2 separate regions of the Acanthopagrus latus genome follow, and region 1 is linked to region 2. A link is a contact called in public Hi-C data. All regions are on one chromosome and are shown on one strand. The core of a region is the stretch at or near the end of the contact, and the rest is flanking DNA. Distances in the headings are between cores, read along the strand shown. Region 1 holds the start of LOC119015510 (transmembrane protease serine 6). Region 2 holds the start of tab1 (TGF-beta-activated kinase 1 and MAP3K7-binding protein 1).

Region 1 (4,949 bases), core at 2,449-4,948, 170 kb after region 2:
GCTATCTTGGCTGAAAACAGTGTTCAATCCTCCACCTCAAAGATGATACCAGATGATTTAGATTCATTATTGTCAATGTTTGTATAGTAATAGTTTGTCAGTTGCATGCGAATTAGTTAAATCAAAATGAATAAATCAATACAAAATAAGAAATTATGAAAAAAAGCAGTTGACAATAAAGTTTAATACCAAATGAGGCTTTCAAAAGCTCTATGACTTTGTAGTCAGTGTCTGTAGGGAGCAGAACAAAAAGACAGAAGAGAAATTAAACTATAAAAACAAACACTTTTTATATGTACCTGTATTCATCTTCCTTCACACGCACCTTACACACACACACACACACACACACATTGTTCCTCCCTCTGCCCCTCACTTGTTCTCACCGCTGACGGACAGCGAGGGGAGGTGGAGGATGTATCCGCCGAGGCACGCCGTCTCCTCCTCCCCCGACCTTCCGTACCACCTCAGGCCTTTCTCCAGGCTCGCGGTGACCTTCTCCAGTGTGACCCTCCCAACATGGCTGCCTGGCACAGACATCACTATCCAGAAGTGAGCCACGACACTCCCCTCCCTGCAACAAACACAAGACGAGATCAGAATCCACACAGCGTATATACACTACAGTACAGTATCACTACTTTGTTTGAGCCGCATACCCAAAGGCGAAGACGGTGGTGGAGTTGAAGTAGCGAGAAAGACTCGAGCCCTTCATTATCTTCTCTATCTGAAAGACAGAGAAATACACTGTCACCTGCTTACATGTGGAAACACAGCTGAAAGGTGCATTTATGTACTACCTGAGATGCTAGCGACTAAATGTTAACTTATGATAACAGCACTTTCCAGGGGGACAGATCTAAAAGTCTTATTGCTTTAAAACTTGCTGGTTTTTGCTTTGAAAATTAGCAAACCAACAGCAGTGGGTACCAGAAGACTCGATGCTCTCTGCTCACCAGTTTCTGAACTCCCTTGGCCTCTTTCTTGAATGCAGCGTTGTCGTGAGAGGACAGATCAGCTGTGAAGTTCCGGTTCATGATGGACACGTAGGCCGTGTACTGCTGCTGGACGCGAGGCTCCAACACCCAAACCCTGTATTCTGTTACGGAGGACGGCATGAAGATCAACACAGTATATATAAACAAGACGTCAAGTCTAGCTAGCAGCTGCTGTGTACCTAGGCTGCATATTGACTACAAAGTGTAGCCAGCGTCTTGTTATTGGAAGGTCGCTAGTTCGATTCTCTTGGTCTGCATGTCGAAGTGTCCTTGGGCAAAATACTGAACCCCAAAACTGCTCCTGATGTGCTGGTTGGCGCCTTGCATGGCAGCTACCGTCATCAGTGTGTGAATGTATGTATGAATTACTGTAAATCACTTTGGATGAAAGCGTCTGCTTAATGCCCTGAATGTAAATGCTAATGTCAACATGCTAGCAAGTTTAGCAGGTCTATCTACACTGTTGCTGTGTCTCAATCCAGGGTCTGCATCCTTCGGAGGAGCATTTGAAGGCCAATTACGTCACAGTGCCAATTCGAAGGCTCCTCCAAAAGCTCACTCTTTTCCTTTTTTTTTTGGAGGATGCACCGCTACGATCCTTCGTGGCCTCACATATCCCAAAGATTCTCCGAAAAAGAAGAAAGAAAGAGAAAAAATGGCGACACCGCATGGCGTAGATCATCACTTCTTGCAGGCCTGCCCAGCAGAAATCATGATATAAGGGTAAAACATCTGGTGACGCAACCAGGAAATGCTCCAAAGGCTAGACCGTCCCAAGGTCTCTCTGAAGGACTCGCCTTTGAAGACTGCAAAGGCCGGGTCCTTCGAAGGATGCAGACCCTGAATCGAGACCCAGCATATAAATCCAAACTATCCGTGCTTCGGTGCCCAACTCCAAACATCTGGTGCCCCTTTTTATTTGTTTTGCCCCTGCCCATCAAACATCCTGAGTCCCCCTCTGTGGTCACATTAAAGGAAAAGTCAATTGGTCAATTGATTGATAGAGAAGAAAAAAAAACTCTTTACCCAAGAAGTACCAGGCCAGTGCTGCTCCTGCCGCTATGAGGACGACGATCATGATGACGGCCAGGAGACATTTACACTTGGACCAGGTCTTCCTGGTGGGCGGAGCCACAGCTTGTCCACCAGCTCCTACCTGAGGAGAGCAGATTTAAAAAAAAAAAAAAAAATGACTTTCTTTTGGGTTGAAAATGTAAATTCAGATCCAGTTTGTCTCCTCATACAGTATCTGAGCGAGGGCACGACAGAACATACTGCACACAGGAGCAGAGATGTTTCCTCCCGGTGGATTATGTTTAGTCATGGGGCTGTTGTGGTTTGTATGTTTCGCTCCTTAGACAACAAGCTGACATATAAACATTATCTTTATAGTTTAGGACTTCAGCATCATAGCTTTCTGCTTTCATTGCCCACAACAAATCAGCCTAACGTTACGTAGTTACATTCTCATTCCCATTTGTTGAATGTTTCTAATTTCTCTCCTCGTGCCCTTTTTTAATCTTTTCTTTCCTTTTCTGTTTTCAAACTGCAACAGTATTCGCTGAACAGTGATGATGCATTTTGGCTTTTATTTTGTAAAAGGTAGGTGAGTGTCTCCACCTCCATCACATCCCAGATGCAATCAGTCTTCAGGTCAAAATCAAAACATCTGAATGCTTAATTTAGAGATTTAATGCAGCAACTTTCTCCATTTTTACTGCCCCAACTCGGCCCAAATGGTGATTCATGCGTTCGATATGAATGCGAATGGCTTTCAGCTGTACTGTGTTATTATTTTATACTTTATCGCGTTTATTTCTTCTGTGTTGAACTATCATACATTGCCTTTCTTATCGTAAAGTTAAAATAAGCAAATCATCAAAATCTGTGGAAACATAAAGGTTTGTTTAGTTACTACCATTCATCTTGAATTAAAAACAAATCGATGGGAGATATATGAATGTATTTATTTAATTTATTCCAACCCCACACTTCAAGTCAGGCTCACCCAGGCAGGAACACGCGACAGGAAGTTTTGTTTTAAGTGCAGGAAACTAAAAATCAGGCAACTTATTTTTGGGGACATCTGTTTTAATTCCTGCTTCATCTTGCTTTTTTTTTGCCCTATAAAACCATCCCGAAACTAAATGCGCGTGAAAGCAACTTCTTCTTGAGGAGGTTTCAGTTCCCAGCCAGAGCAAACAACATTCAAAACAGAAGCCTCAAATTGAAACAGGCCTACATATGCAGACCTCTGTTCAACACTGGTATAATTCAACAACTCCACCAGTTTGATAGAAATCAATCTGAACATAGAGAGGTATATATCAGATTATACGTGTGGTACATGCATTACTGACCCCATTGTCCAGAGAAGCAGGAATGACCACCTGGTCACATGAGACTGACTTCTTGGAGCCGTAACCGAGCGCCATCGCGTCACTCCTCATCCTTCGTTCCTCCAGAAATCATCTCACTGTCCGTGGAGGCTCACCGATGTCTGAATTCGAGTTTTAACTGATTTCATTTAGCATCTCTGGTGAGCACATAGCCAGACATGTTGCTCCAACAGACAGAGTGTTTCCCCCCTCTGTTTGTAAGTCCAAAGGTAAAAAGAAGGAAAGAAAAAAAAAAAATCAATCAATACTTCCAAAAAAAAAGCTAGCGTGGACTGAACATGGTGATAGAGTCACAACCGATGGCTTGATGGCCACTGATCGTACATGTCGTGGGATCACTGTCTCATCTGAGAGGAGCAGCAGTGACTCAGGTAGGTGCAGGTGTGCTGATGTCACAGATCGTCACCTAGCAACTGTGATGCTCCCAGTCAGCTGCCCCCTGCACAGGTAAACACGATGGTGAATGAGGCGGGGTCAGGCTATTTGTGGACTCGCTACAGTTCATTTCACTTTCCACACAAACAAGAATTCCCAATCGGCCATAAAGTGCACAGAGAGAGAGAGAGAGAGAGAGAGAGAGAGAGAGAGAGCAGGAGGAGAGATTTGTGCATTAAAGGACGACTGACAGTTCAAATTTCTCGTTACAGATTCTTTATTTGTAACACTGAAGCTCTGAGCAGGTGAGCTGCCGAAATACATGTCAGCTAAATTCAGCTTCACACTGTGTGTCGCACCGAACGAAGTCGGGGTGTTACAGTTACGACTTTGATGAAGTGAACTTGTGACACACACACAGACAAAAAGAAAAAAATCCAGGTGTGACTTTACCTGTGGCCCAAACATACTCACATTTATTCTAAATGAAATGTCATCATGTACATCATACAAACATCGTACCTTTTTGTTATTACACCATTTCAATGAAACATTTTACTGTTTTATTATTATCATTGTTGTTGCTTTTTTTAAAAATTTATTTTCAACATGCTTCCTTTTAAAACTGCTTTATTGTGTATATTTCTGTTGTATATATTAGTTTTTACATTGGTGGTTTTCTGTGGACAGCAAAGGAAGACGTTCATTGTGCAGAGAAACATGTTTCCGTGACATTAAACACTGTGAATCTTCACACAGTGGACAGAGAAAGAAAAGCGTTACAGTGCTGCACTTCTGCACTTCTGGGTTGTTATAATAAAATAATAATATAAATAAAAAAAATCATAAAAAGATAAAATATGAGATCAATCAGGATGTCAAAGATGAGTTAGCATACATTTTCCAATCTCTCCGTTCATCTCCATAGTCAGTAGTTCTTGAAATAGCTGCCATACAAATATAAATAAGCATGGTTTATATGGATTCCACATACAGTATATATAACGTTAAAGTCGTCCTTCTGGGTTTTTGTCCACTGGTGACGCTAGAGAGTTTTTTGAGGGGGTGGGTCACCATATTGTTTATGTTTCCCATGAGCCTCAACGGACAAGAGACACTCAGAAGAAGAGGAAGAAGGAAGGAGGGCTCCATGGAGTCACATCATGTTTGTTTTACA
Region 2 (5,047 bases), core at 1,258-3,757:
AAAAAAAAAAAAAAAAAGTCTTAATAAGTCTCAGTGCCTGTCACAAGGTCAGATTCTACCTGATCTGGGATATTAATAAAAAATAAAAAGGAAGCAAGAAGCTGCTCTGTAGTCAGGATCAGCTAAGAAATCAAAGTTCCTAGTAGCAGTTTTACTTAAAACACTTGCTAAGTGCACAAAGCGATGTGTGTATGGCTTTCATTACAGCAAAGGAACAATTTATTATTCATAATAATCAGTAATGAATAGTACGTTTAAAAGAGCTGGAATAGATTGTGATATAACATTCTTAGTTTATGGAAAAGTCCATGTTCTGGGTACGGGTGACACGGTATTACATTGGCGCTGTATAATTTTGACCTGGTGATTATTAGTGTGTAGAGGGAACAGTTAATGCATTTAGCTGTGGGAAGAAATTCAGTGGATTTCATACCTTTCACTTATTGGTCTGTTGAAAAAAAGGGAGGCATGGGGAGCCTCACAGGAAATAAAAAAGGGGGTTCAGGGTATCATGGGAGGGGGCGTGGGATGCAGATAGACACTCGATGCAGTCAAAGATGTCAGGAACAGTTTATGGGTTAAAAAAATAAATAAAGATCACACAGGAGGGTGGGAAGAAATCCAGAGGTCGAGCTTTTTTGCAGAAACGGTCACCCTGTAGCAGATCAATGCTCTGTGACCGCATCGCCTTCATCTTCTGAGGTCTGCTGTCAGTCAGCAAACATGACTGCGATCAGTGTTAATTGGAACACACACACACACACACACACACACACACACACACACACACACACACAGCTGAGAGGTGCATTACAGGATCTCAGCATAGACAAACAAGCAGCAGTGGCATACCTGGCAACTAATTCCCCTCAACTTGTTAAATGGGAGTGTGTTGGTGTGTGTTGAAAAGTCTCCTTTGGGTTTTAACGATGTGCGGATGTGGGACAGTGTGTGTTTTCTTGTTTCCTCCCCCGAAGAACAGGCTTTTTTCTTTTCTTTTCCTTTTCTCGAATGATGCCTTAGTGCCGACTGCCAAGCGAAATCCACCGAACACGGGGCAACGTGTACCCTACATGCACAGTATCGCAGCTCTCTCTCAGCATCTTTACAGCGAAAGCTCAATGTGTTTTGTCTTGTTTTTGTCCTTAAGCACCAAAAAAAAAAAAAAACCCAAAAAACAAGCATTTGTCATCTTTGTGCATCCAGAACGACAAAAATCAGCAGGCCTACAGACGACTAACCACACTGAAGAGCTGCAGGTTCTTTATCCGTTTCCCACTTTACTTCAAACTAAATCTGCAGATGAGGCAACCATGATCATCCTGAGTATTTATGAACATGCATAGCTCCATTTTCTTAAAGAATAAAGTATATCTCTCTATAAATATATGTAAATCTATAATTAAGTATATTAGAGTGTTTGGGGGAAGGAAAAAAAAGATCATGCTTTATTTTAGGGCATTATGCTAGTTCTGTACAAAAAAAAGAAAAGACAAAAGAAAGAAGATCTATGTTCTGTTGAGTGTTGTTGTGATGAGATTTAACGGTGAGGTCTTCCATGCCTCGTCCTTTATTTTGCTTTCAGGCTAAGGAGATGTTTTTATTTTGGGATAATAACTATAAAAGAAAAAATACAGCGACAAAAAATGTGACCAAATTATCAAAAGTATATATTCACATATATACTTTATACCGTACAACCGTGTAGACGTAGAACATGTGTGACGTTCCTGTGTGAAATCTGTACGATTTAGGAAAAAAAAAAAACATTGTGTACAAATGTATGTTTTTGATGTGTTTCGATTTTAACCAATAAAAATAAAGAAAATACTGATAAAGATATGAATGAGTGGTCTGAGATTTTGGGGGGGTTTAGTTGCATTTTCACTGCTGTCCCTCTGTTACATCCATCCTGGATTGTTTTTACAGGAAATGCAGATTAATGTTTTTCCTGATTGTTCATCACACACAGAGAGAAACAGCTATATTGTTACCGTCAGGTCATTGCAAGTTTTAAGAACAGATGTGATGCTGATCTGCTAAATGCAGTTTGTCTCCCTCCAATGGCAATATTTTATACCTAATCTAAGTTCAGATTTTATATCAACATGCTTTGATTTAGTGAACGATAAAGCATATTCATAGCTCTTATAATTCACTTTACTGACCCCTGTAGATCAAAATAATGGATTGCATTAAAGGGAAGCTGCTTAGTAATGATTTACTGCAATTCCAATCAGTTTCTTAATTTCTGAGTGTATAATAAATATTAAAAGCATACCAGACCTTTATAAAAAGAGCATCCAAACATACACCTCCTCCTGAAAATCCATTTATTATATTAAATTATCATATTTATTTTACTAGAATATAATAATAAGAGCGAGCCGAAATACTAATTATACTGGCATAATGGTATTAATTGCGTCACTGAATGAAGTTCAAATGTCATCAAGATAAATTTATGTCGATGATGCCCATGAGGCTTAACACCCATCGGCATCAGGTGGGTGCAGTTTACTGTTGCAGTTCATTTTTGAACCACAAGGTGGCGACGTTGTCAAAGAAATCCCACCTAGCAACAAACAGGAAGTGGTGTTTGCATGTTTATTTTTTCCTCCATCTTTATTTTATTTTATTTATTTCATGTTATGAATTAATGAACTCTGCACAGGTGTTACGTAGCAAATGCGTCGAGAACGGATTTAATCTCGCAATAAAAATAATAAAATTCACGAGCAGAGCAAAGTAAGACGGGTGTTGCCTTAAAGGGGTGTCGGAAATGTGTCGATTAATGATCGGTAAATCTGAATGTGAAACGCCAAAAACACACGAGAATGGAAGACATTTGGAGGAAGGTGTTAAATCGGTGCTAGCAGCTGAACCAAAACATTGATAATTAATAATAATGTAATGTATGGAGCGGAAAATGGGTTTATTTGTATACAAAAATATAAATAAAAACAAAAGTGCTAAACCAACTGTTCTCGTTATATTTTCAAGCTTTGACATATGAGTTGTCACAGAACCCACGATAAATGCTCTTACGGTGTTTGTATTTTTTATTATACTGTGTTAGTTTCCTACTTAATACATTGACAGGTGGGTGTATTCGCTCGATGCTTGTTTTTTGGATTTTACGATGGATCCTGAACGCATCGTGTACCGTCCAACATGGCGGCCCAGCGAAGGAATTTGATGCAGAGCGTGAGTGAAAACTGAGCTATTATTCACTCTCACTGACCTCTAATGTCACTGCTGGACTGCTCGTCAGGACCACTTCTGTTTCATTTATCTCCCCTGGCCGTCGACGTGTTTGTTTCGTTCACTTAAGTGTGTTATTTCGTGTCATTCAGCGATGCTAGTGCTAGCTACTTTAGTTGGAGCTTGGGAAGTGTTTTGCTAACAGTTAGCTAGCTAGCCCAACTTTAATCTCAAAATAATGCGATTTCTTAGCGTCTAATCACTCAGGACAGTCGGGATTAGTGAGAGGAGGAGGTGGTTTTCATTCGACAAGTACCTATTGTGCAGTGTCCTGTCACACACAATGAGTGGGTTAACAGAGACTCAGAAATGGTTAATTACTGAAGCTAACTTTTAAGCAACAACCAACTAAATGGACCATTTATTCTCTGCGATTGTTAGAGTAATGTTTACACTCATGTTAATGTCAGCATGCAGAGACGATGTCGGTCTGTCGTCAAGGTGTAGAGAAGTTAATCAGCTTTTGTCGCCAAGTTTTTGCACGAATTCAAGAATTGTTGCTGTCACTGTGTGTAAATGGACAAACAGCTGAAAACAGTAACAACAAAGATGAACAGAGATGGTTGAACACGAACAGTGCTATGATGCACATATAAGTGAACAAATGGGTGTAAATGACTTTCACCAACAGTACACAGTGTCTGTACGCAAGTAAATTGTGCAAAATAATGCAAATTTAATTGAAATGCACTATGTGGGTGGTTGCATATAGTAGATGAAGGATGTAAACCATAATTATTTTGTTCATTATTAGAAACTGAAAATACATATACGCACACACACACCGTTGTTGGGGTGCTGGTAGTAGAATGCTTACAGGCCAGCCCCATCTACATAAAAATATTAACAAAAACCATGTAAGTCAAGAGAGGATGCCCAATGTCAGCCACTTTGACAATAAACCAATAAACAAATGCCTCTTCAGGGGACAATCAGACTGAAATGTGCCCCTACAAGCACCAGTGCAAAAAAAAAAATGTCAAAACTGAAGGTGTAAATGAGTTTGGGTCTCCTCGGTGGAATGAGGTGGGGCAGACAAGAGAACACAATAGGGCCTAAACAGATCTGAGTTTCTGGCTGGTGATCTGAGGGGAGGAGGTTCAGAATGAGGGCGAGGGCCCCTCTGGGTGCCGTTCCCCCACCTCTTTTAAGCCTTCACATAAAGGGCGTCGTCACACCATGATTGGCTGGGAGTGAAATGTCCCCAGCTGCTTCCACTCCTCAATCAGGAGCCAGTCTTCACCACCACCTTGTGCACAGGTGATCTGAATCTCCTGCAATTAGTCCAGATGGATTTTTGAAAATCAGCCCAAAACAAACTGAAGTTAGCCGGTCTTTGAATATGGAACTGCTACACCGTGACAGTAAAAAAACAAAACAAACAGTAACACAAAGCATGGTAATGTTTTTAGGTAAGCCAAGGGCGAAACAGGTTTATTTTAAGACTTCCATATACAGGAGAAAGTTGTCAGCTCAAAGGGAAATGTGTTAAGAAGTGCACATACACCACACTTGACAATGCTAAAAAAAAATACCTTAAAATGGAGAGAATACAAGACCAGCCGCTCACACAGACAGCAGGGAACCATTGAACTTGAATTTGAAGTCATTCTGGCCGAGTCAAAACACAGGGAACACAGTTTTCAGTTTTATGAAACTACTTAATTTGATGGAATTCTGTTAAAACGCTGTGAAAATTGTATGCTGGATGAATTAATCTGTCTACTAGTCAAGTAGCAGTCTATTTGCTAACACTTGATAGTGTAATTAGGAGGTTTCAGGG

What was found. A called contact is a pair of places that touch in the nucleus more often than the background predicts.
Region 1: a Hi-C map of muscle shows a contact between it and region 2, with 4 times the contacts expected there. The contact joins the promoter of LOC119015510 here to the promoter of tab1 in region 2. A contact is called at or near these places in 4 of 4 Hi-C or Micro-C datasets (liver and muscle).

Annotation. Positions count from the first base shown.
Region 1 is chr1:4,695,039-4,699,987 of fAcaLat1.1, forward strand. It overlaps LOC119015510 (transmembrane protease serine 6), which reads right to left and starts at 3,699. Exons shown (of 17, transcript XM_037092202.1): 1 at 3,359-3,699; 2 at 2,025-2,154; 3 at 957-1,099; 4 at 660-727; 5 at 387-574. The coding sequence starts at 3,448. It overlaps LOC119028782, which reads right to left. Exons shown (of 11, transcript XM_037115053.1): 11 at 4,221-4,949.
Region 2 is chr1:4,528,647-4,533,693 of fAcaLat1.1, forward strand. It overlaps tab1 (TGF-beta-activated kinase 1 and MAP3K7-binding protein 1), which reads left to right and starts at 2,508. Exons shown (of 11, transcript XM_037100745.1): 1 at 2,508-3,207. The coding sequence starts at 3,175. LOC119020947 (synaptogyrin-1-like) reads left to right here. Exons shown (of 4, transcript XM_037100767.1): 4 at 1-1,755.